2 separate regions of the Zea mays genome follow, and region 1 is linked to region 2. The links are chromatin contacts, called in public Hi-C maps. All regions are on one chromosome and are shown on one strand. The core of a region is the stretch at or near the end of the contact, and the rest is flanking DNA. Distances in the headings are between cores, read along the strand shown.

The links. A called contact is a pair of places that touch in the nucleus more often than the background predicts.
Region 1: a Hi-C map of leaf shows a contact between it and region 2, with 5 times the contacts expected there. The contact joins the enhancer-like site here to the promoter of LOC103641584 in region 2. A contact is called at or near these places in 4 of 25 Hi-C or Micro-C datasets (ear, leaf and tassel) and 1 of 3 datasets of contacts at active chromatin or transcription factors (leaf).

What each region holds. Positions count from the first base shown.
Region 1 is chr10:112,379,808-112,384,503 of Zm-B73-REFERENCE-NAM-5.0, reverse strand. No RefSeq gene overlaps it. Among protein-coding and RNA genes, the nearest start is that of TRNAG-UCC, 6.2 kb to the right of the region's middle. Within about 2 kb of position 1,398, at least 14 of the 20 cell types and tissues checked have an H3K27ac peak or open chromatin away from gene starts, as enhancers often do. A contact at or near this core is called in ear, leaf and tassel, where this site is marked.
Region 2 is chr10:112,274,538-112,278,955 of Zm-B73-REFERENCE-NAM-5.0, reverse strand. LOC103641584 (farnesylated protein 3) reads right to left here and starts at 1,374. Exons shown (of 5, transcript XM_008664923.4): 1 at 674-1,374; 2 at 283-532. The coding sequence starts at 682.

The sequences.
Region 1 (4,696 bases), core at 149-2,648, 110 kb before region 2:
AATAACTTATGTAATGATTCTTGGACCTTCGACCCTTTCTGCTTCAAGGATTAATGTGTGACTGTGTTTAGCCTTGAATCCAAGCGGCATGCCACTAATCTCAACAAATGCTTTTATTCAATATTTACTTGACAATTTATATCTCTGATGTTTCTTAGAGATATTTTCACGTAATATGTTACAAGGTTGTTCATGTCAGATAGAGGTTTGTTGGCCATAAATTATATTATATGAAGATTATGGGAGTCAGCCCTAAATTCATATTATCTGCAATATGCAGTTTCTTGTAAAAAAGTTTGATCTACATATCTTATAACTGAAAAATACATGAGCAGTATGTGGTTCACACTTTTTTCTTGTTTGCATTTTATAGATAGAGACGGAATATGAAGACATACAATATTTAAACCATTAGACCCATGTAACAAAATAGATTGTTTAGCTGTTATGCGCACTTAATATGGAGATCCTCATGTATCTTAGAATCAGTTATGTGTTGGATAAATGTCTTGGTTATTTATTCCTCTATTAGTGCTCTGAGCTTGTTATGTCTTGGATAGGATTCATGACAATGAGCTGTTGATTTCTAAAGTTTTCCAAGCTAACCTGTTTGATTTGAAGGCAAGAAGGTGAGCAAGGCACCTAAGATCCAGTGGCTTGTGACCCTTGACCCTTCAGAGGAAGCGCGCTAGAATCATTGACAAGAAGAATATCGCCAAGAAGTCTGAGGCTGTCGAGTACCAAAAGCTTCTTGTCTAGAGGCTGAAGGGGAAGGGAGACAGCCATAACGAGAGCTTGGCCAAAAGGAGATCCAAGTTTTCTACCTCTGCCAAGGCTTCCGCTGGCACCTCTGCTTAAGAATTTTAGTGCTTTGAAATGTTTTCAAGACCTATCTTGTTACAGCTTAAGTACCTTATGCTGCTCTGGCTTTGTTGCAACTGCTCCTGTACTTGACATATTTGTATTAGATACTCAGACTATATAGGGTAAGTTCCTAATTGTGTCCATGTACTAAATTATATATTTGTTGCTAAGTTACAATACAAACAAAATAAATTTAGCCCGACTAGCTTGCAGAAAAATGTGTTATAGTAACTAAGGATATCTGAATTGCTCCTATGTTACTTTCTATATTCATGCTTGTAATTCTATTTAGTTCCATGTGAATATTGTGTATAGGAACCATGACATGATAATGGACTGTTAGGGTTATTCGTCAAACATGACTATATGTCGTCACAACATACGGACACTCTACTGGTCTATTAATAAGAACAAAAAAACAACAAAACGCTAGTTCGGCGCTCGATCTTAGCCTACCACCGAGCTCGTATCCCAGCCCACCGCCACGGCTCATTGTGAGATTCCGAGCCCACACCTGAGCCTACCATCGAACTTGAATTTGAACCCACTATTGCTACTAGTCATGGAGATCTGGTAGTCTTTGAGCCCACTCCAAGCCTCAAGTGATGGGGATTTGGCATCTTCGCCCCACGTAGGAGTAAAAACGAGCCCAGCCGGCTGGGCTCCTCTTGTGAGCCTAAGGGCATTTTGTCATGGCTCTTTAGATGGTACCAACTATGGTTTATCGTGAAGCACTACCAAACAATTAAAAAATGGCTTCTCGTCGAGAGCCCTTTAAAAGCTAGAGCTGTTTTTTTTTGTTAGAAGCCAGAACACCAAAAACATGGCTTCTACTTGCTCCTCTTACATTTTCCATATACACCATTCAAAAAATATACAGGAGAATTTGTTTTGCCAAACGAATTGTGAAATGGGTATGACTCCTCTAGAGAAGCCAAGGAGCCAAAAGAGGTAGAGTCGGAGCCGTTTTCAGAGGAGTTGGAGTCCTGTCAAAGGGGGTTAGGAAGTTAACTCGATTCAAAGTCAGCTCGTGCGACACAACTGATCTGGTCATAAGTATGAACTCATCATCTAAATCCATACCACTATATAATCCATTAGTTTAAATTACCCCCAAACCATAACCTCTACTAAATCCACCAAACAAATTGCACTCAAACTTAACACCGCTGGATAACCTTCTCTCTTACTCAAATTCAATGGTCAATATTACTTAGATCATCCCTCATTCCTTGCTCCTCCTACTAGTGATGTCCATCACTAATAACTAGGCCTAGAAAAAACGTTCGAGCTTGTTGGCTCGCAACATCTTGGCTCGGCTCGAAGCAGCTCGCCTCGTGCCTATTTTTGTGGCTCGAGAAAAGAGCGAGCCAACTTTTGCTCGCTACCGCTCACGAGTTGGCTTGTGGCTCGACCTAACAACAATTTATTAAAAATCCTAATTAGCATATAGTCTTAGTACCAAATAAACGATTAAATTATATTATTTAAGATTATTGTACAAAATTAATATATTTCTACATTATATTAATAATATATCTATTTTACTAATTTAAAATATGTTACTTAAATTATTTTAAAGATTTTATATTATAATTTAGAGGGCGAGTTCATGTCTATGGCTAGGCTTGTTGGCTCGGCGAGCAATTAGCGAGCCAAACCAAGTCTACTTTTTTGGCTCACTAGAGAAGCGAGCCGAGCTCGTACTTGACCGAGCCACAACGAGTCGAGCTTGGCTCGACTTGTTTCCACCCCTACCGACAATCTACTCATTGTGCTCGCATTTCTCACGTGACCCTAGGCCACGCTGATCCCGCTCAAAGGCCACCCCGTCTTCGTCATAGGCGGGTCTAGCAGCTTCAGGCTTGCCATGGCCACGATCGCGACGCGGGAGGGGCGCGCGGATTTCCATCCTGGCCCACAACCACACTCGTCTCAAGGAGTTGCGCTCCGCCATCCAGCGCAACTTGGGTAGGGACAACGTCGGCGTCCATGCCACCGACGTGCACGACACAAACGTCATGGCGTGTGTGGCCAACCTTGTCAATGTTCTGGTCTCCAACCATGGTGTGTTCATGCTACATGAGCTCGAGAGGCAGGACAAGGATGAGATCAAGTTGATGGTGAACATCAACCTCATGGGCACCTTCCATCTCATGTAGGTCGCGCTTCCCGCCTCATGTAGGTCGCTTCTCAATAACTCTTTTAGTGAGACTAAAGAAAGATTCTAAGTAAATAGTTTAAACCAGAACTGACATAATATCTTTAGCCAACATAAATAGAATTGGATATATTAGTTTATGCTCATGCCACTAATTCATGATGTTGAAATCGTCCGCATAGCATATGACAATGTCACTATCTATGTACGCTGATAGCTTAGGAAGATACGGAGGTGTAAATCTAGAGGTAAATGAAGAGATAGTGTAACACCCTGATTTTGGGGTGTAAAATTTCTTTCTAATTATCACCCAAAATCATGTGTTACTCTTCCTTTTCTCACTCTAGGCTTTCTCTCTCTAGATTCTTTCTACCTTTTTCCTTTTTATTAGAAATAGCTTAAACTAGTGTAGATTAATTATTTATTTTTGTCAAAACATTATGAGTCATGAAATGTTGCATCATGCGGAGCTTAAAATATTCTTTGAAGTGTTGCACAATTTTGAATTTATTTGAATTTGAAACCTAGTTTGAATTTGGATTTGAAAAACCCTATAGAAAAAGAAATAGAAAAGGAATTAGAAAATCCAGAGAAAAAGAAAAAGAGAAAGCAGCCAAGTTGGCCCACTAAGCTCAGCCAGACCGCGCGCCCCCGCCTGTCAGCGGTAGTTCTCCCTCGCGCGCGCCCTCCCTCCCTCGCTCGCTTCTTAGTGGGGCCAGCCTGTCGGCGCCAGTTTTCTTCCCCGCGTGCTCCCTCTCTCTATCTCGCGGGCCCGGTTCGCCAGTCGCCGAGCCGTTGCCCCGCACGCCCCTTTCTCCTCTCTCTGCGTCGTGGATCCTACCTGTCAGTTCCGCCCCCTCCGCGCTCGCCATCGACCTGCGCGTGCGCACTCGCGCACGTCGCCGGATTTCTCGGCCACGACGCCCGCCCACGCGCCCAGCTCCCTTCTTAGAGCTCCACTAGTGCCTCGCGCACACCCCTCGCCTCATTTCGCACGGCTTCACCCTCGCCATCCAGCTCCCTTCTTAGAGCCCCACCAATGCCTCGCGCCTGCGTTCTCGGCCATCCAGCTCACCGGAGACCGCTCCAAGCCTCCCCGAGCTCCGCCTCGAGGTGAGACACCTGTCCCCGTGCCCAATTTCCCCTATTGCGCCCTTTGTTCGGTCAATTTCGCCTTCGCTAGTGCTCGGCCGCGGCGATCTGCCGTGCTCGTGCGGTGGCCAGCCGATTTAGCCCGGTCTAGTTCACCGGAGTAGGTCCCTGTGTCACCCCTGCCTCTGCTGAAGCTAGCCAAGGCCTTAGCGCGCCTAAAGCCCCCTCCCCGTGGCCGGAATGGCTCACCAGAGTTCCTCACCGCCGTTCTCCCCTCTCTACCCGTGGATTCATGGCCCTTTCCCCGCCATCGAGTTCGCTGTGGCACCCTCTTCCTCTCTACCCAACTTCGGTGACCCCGGACACCCCTAGATCACGCCTGCCTCAACTCCAGCGACCTCACCGCCACGGAGAGGAGCAGCGCCGCCCGCAGCCATCCGTCCCCCTGGTCTGATCCCCTCCGTCCGATTCAGATCGCACGGCCTGGACCGCGGGTACCGCTTCACGCACGCGCGCCTAACACCCTGGCTCGACTGTCAGCGCCGCCCGCAGCCGTCCGTCCCTCCTGGTCTGATCCCC
Region 2 (4,418 bases), core at 125-2,624:
GCCATTCTCTTGGGCGCTCTGAGAAGCTGCCATGAATCACACTAATTCTTCCAAGAATATAACCTTTGAAGCAAGTGTCCCTAATCTGGATTGATTTTTTTTTTAAAAAGAGTGAGAGTGAGAGTGAGAGAGAGACAGAATATTCTGAAATCTCAATCACATCGTGCAATCACGCGTGTTTAATACTACAACAACAAAGAAGAAAACCGATGGACACGTAGAGATAGTAGTAGGACAGCAGAGGGGTAGGGGCAGCAGAGGACAGGACAGCATCAGCATTACCGTCGAAGCGCCTGAGGATCTTCTTGACCTTGCGGGCGCACCCCTCGCAGTGCATGTAGACCCGCATCTCGACCTCCTCCGGTGGCGGAGGCGGGGGCGCGTCCTCCTTCTTCTTCTCCTCCTCCTCCCCGTCCTTGGGCTTCTCGCCGCCGCCGCCGCCGCCTACTTCCTTGGGCTTGTCGTCCTTCTTCTTCTCCTCTGCCGCCGCGGCCTCCTTGGGCTTCTCCACCTCCTCCTTCTTGGCCGCCTCCTGCAAGCAGGCAACGGCAGTACGAAGCTAGCGTCAGGATGAGACGAGACGGCCGACCCGACCGGACGCCCGGCGGGAGGAGATGGGAAGCGCCGTCCGTCCTCGGCTCCCGCCCCAGACGGGAACAACGGCCGAACTCACCTCGCCCATGGCTTCCCTCCCTCCCCGGATCCGCTGCTGTTGTGCTCTGCCCCGCACGTCTGCACTGCACCCACGCGCGCCTCTTCCTCTCGCTCTATGACTGACTATGAGGGATTGAGGGGGCAGCAAGTGGGGATGGGGGGCTCGCCTTATGTAGCGGCCTAGCGGGTGTCTGGTGGTAGGCGCCGCCAGCCACGGAGGCCCGCAAGATCCGCACGGAAAATGAAATGATTTCGTTCGGCATCTCTTCCTCTCTCTCCACGTCCCTCCCTTGCCGCCCTCTCACTCTCTCTTGGGAAGTAGAGTGCCGTAGCACACTGTATTCTTCTGGGAGCACCCTGCACCGCCGTGTACGTATAGGTAGCTGTAAGAAATTACTGCACGGAGGGCCTGCGGATTCTGTGAGTCAATGGGCGTGTTCGGCTGGCTACAAGCCGACACTGTTGCAGCTGTTTGGATTGCTGCAGCTGCAATCCATAGAGAGAAAAATACTGTAGAAGCCGCAGCCGCAGCCGGATTGCAGCCGCAGCAAGCCGCAGCGAACAAGCCGAATGTATTACTGCGATGTACTACTCCGCAAGACTTCAGTTTTCTAGGGCTCTTTGTGCGCTCGTAGGCATGCGCACTTGCCTGCCAGAGAGTGCCAGGCATCAAGGGTACGTTTGGATGCAAGCACAGGGATGCCAGGCCAAATATTCGCCTTACTAAGCTAGTTTTAAGAGGACGAAAAAGATAACAACGATTTTGCGGTACCATGTTTGTTTTGTACCATGGGGTGACTTTTTTTTTTTTGCTTCAGATAGGTTTGCACACGCCACAGTACTGCCCCCGTTGGGTGACACAAACCTACAAAATATGCACGGAGGCTTCCTTGCCACGTGACTTGCTCGGTCGGTTTATTTCTCAAAGTGACTTTTTTTTTTGCAGCTGCAGCGTCTATCTATCTATCTATCTATCTATCTATCTATCTATCTATCTATCTATCTATCTATCTATCTATCTATCTATCTATCTAGGCTTTGCTGGCGAGGACGCGCCGCGTTATCTCGCCACGTCGTATTTTGTGTAGAAAGTGCCTTTAGTTTGTGCGTCGTTTCCTTCTCTCGCCACACGCTACTAAGCATTACGTTAACTAAAGCACATCGTCGGTTTATGTCTTTTGCTCTAGTATTGCTTCGCCAGGCTAATAAGCATGACTCATCAACACACATGTATCTCCACCAACCAGCTGTCTGCCATGCATGCATCGATCGTGCAGACACGAAAGGAGAAAAAGAAGAAGAAGAAGATGTAGATAGCACACAAGCTATCTGGTACGCACGCAGATTCATTCAGCACTAGGTGGGACGATACTGTTGTTTTTGGTCACTGGTGGGATGCATGCATGTATGTATCTAACTAGTTCAAATATCCAGCAAACAAATTAAATAGCTAGACCCGGCTCGTTTAGGTAGTGTTTGGTTGAGGAGCCAAGTAGAACGTCATTCCATCCATAATTCTAGGAACGGAGCCGCTCTGTTCTGTGTTTGGTAATCTGGAACAGAACGAATCTGTTTTTTGTTTGGTTGTAGAGTGAACGGAACAGAGCGTGACTGTGAGAGCGGGATAGGAACGGAGCGGCTCCATCCGGTTGATTTTTTGGAGCGGAATGATTCCGGATCTGAGGAGAATATTCCCTAATTGGAGCCATTCCGTTCTATTTACTTTGTAACCAAACAACAATAAAACTGGGACAGAACGGCTCCGTTCTACTTGGCTCTTCAACCAAACACTGCCTTATATCGAAACAGCCAATTATTACTCCCTCCAATCTATTCTAAATTTATGTATGCATGCTTGATCTATTAGATACGTAGTCTTAATTTGCTATATATTTATTGGACATAGGTTATGTCCAAACTTATTTAGGATGGAACGAGTAGTATCTACGATCAACCGGTCATTACCACCCAGAAGCCCTCTTATGTATGCATGCTTGATCTATAAGAGTTTCTCTAAACGGTCCTCTATCCATTTGACTACTTTAAATAACCGGTTTAGCAAAACTAAAATATGTACAATACATTTGAGAGTATGATAAATACGTATGTACAAAAAATAAAATTAAAAAATGTCTTTAATATGAGTATTTGAGTATAGAGGACGTGATTTAGAGGACGTTGTTGGAGAGAAATGAGATATAGAGGATGAAATCTTTTAGAGGAGACTGTAAAGGACAGATATAGAGGATAAATATAGAGGATAAATATGGAGACAGCTTATAGTCTAAGATTTACCGGTCATTACCACCCAGAAGCCCTCTTCAAGAGACTGCTGGTAGCATACACCGTCCGTACGTACCATGCGTGGATATATGGTATAAATGCAGGAGATCGTCGTGCAGATTGGGCACAGAGCCAGCCAGCTGCTTTGCGGATGTGGTTAATTTCAGAGACGAGGCAAGGCAAGGTGAGTTGCCTTGATTAACCGGCATTATGATCCTTATCTCATTTTTTATTTTAAACTTAAACTCTTCGAACAGATAGTTGTAAAATATTACTTTGCATGGCCGGTTGGAGACAGCTTTTGAATGAAAAAAAGAAGAAAAAAACATCTCTTTTATACATAATTCTATACATCGATCTTGCGAAATTGAAAATGGGTTGTGTGGACAATGACAAGAGCCAATCGCGCGTGCCGCGGCGCCAACCAGATGCTGCTCTGGGACTGGGAATCAGCCCTCGTCCTCTGCTGTCCTCTGTGCCGAACCCAACTGCTGCAAGTCCATCCTATAACCGTAGCTTTTTTCCTTCCATCGCCAGGGGAATCTCTGGCCTTATAGGCCCATGGCTCACTCGGAGGCCCAGTACTACTTGCTGCCTCATCCGTATATGCATCGACTACCTTCACAGATTGCATATAAATCCACATACGTGTAGCACCTAGCAAAAGTCACGAGTATATAAATTAGCTAGGCTCTGCACACACGTAAATAAGTAGCACACAAAGCTTTTTTTTGAAACTAACCGAGCAGGAGAGCTGTCGATTATATTGATAAAAGAGAAGAGCCCAAAATTGGCAATCAACAACCTCCCAAAGAGGATTACAACAAAAAACAACTGCTAGAGCAAAAAACTACACCAACCCTACCAACAACAACAACACTCTAGCAACAGGAGCACACAACAGCCGACAACACGAGCAACCAACAAAAAAGCTACTCAACACAACAAAGACAGAATCTAATGAAAAAGGCAAATAAGCCTCCGCCACAAAGTCCGCACATCCTTTTAAACTCAAAAGCTTTATTGGGGAGGTCTAGTGGCAACGACTCCTTTAGATGGTATGCACAGGCTTGAATTGGACTCTCGTTGAGCTTCCCGTCAGACGCAACAATGCCCGGATCTTTAAACACACCCAACAAAGTTTAAACATAATGACATTTAAAGTACACACAGATGCCTCGTATGCCAAGCTAATTTCATAGATTAAATGAAAACAAGAAACCATAATGAGCCTTTGCGAACACAAGGCTGACTTTTCCCTTATGGTTCGAATTGATGATGAGTGATTGCCAATAGGTAGCGTCTCGGGTCGATGGACCGGGAGTGGTGAAGGACGAGTGCTGGAACTTGACTAAGGGATCGGAGTCGATTGATCTTGAGTTGGGTGTCGTGTAGTGAGCCTCAATTGGGCATGGTGGTCAGTTAGTTCAAGAGGAGAACTGGCGGACTGAGAATACTCTTTGCTTCTAGGTCTGGGAGTG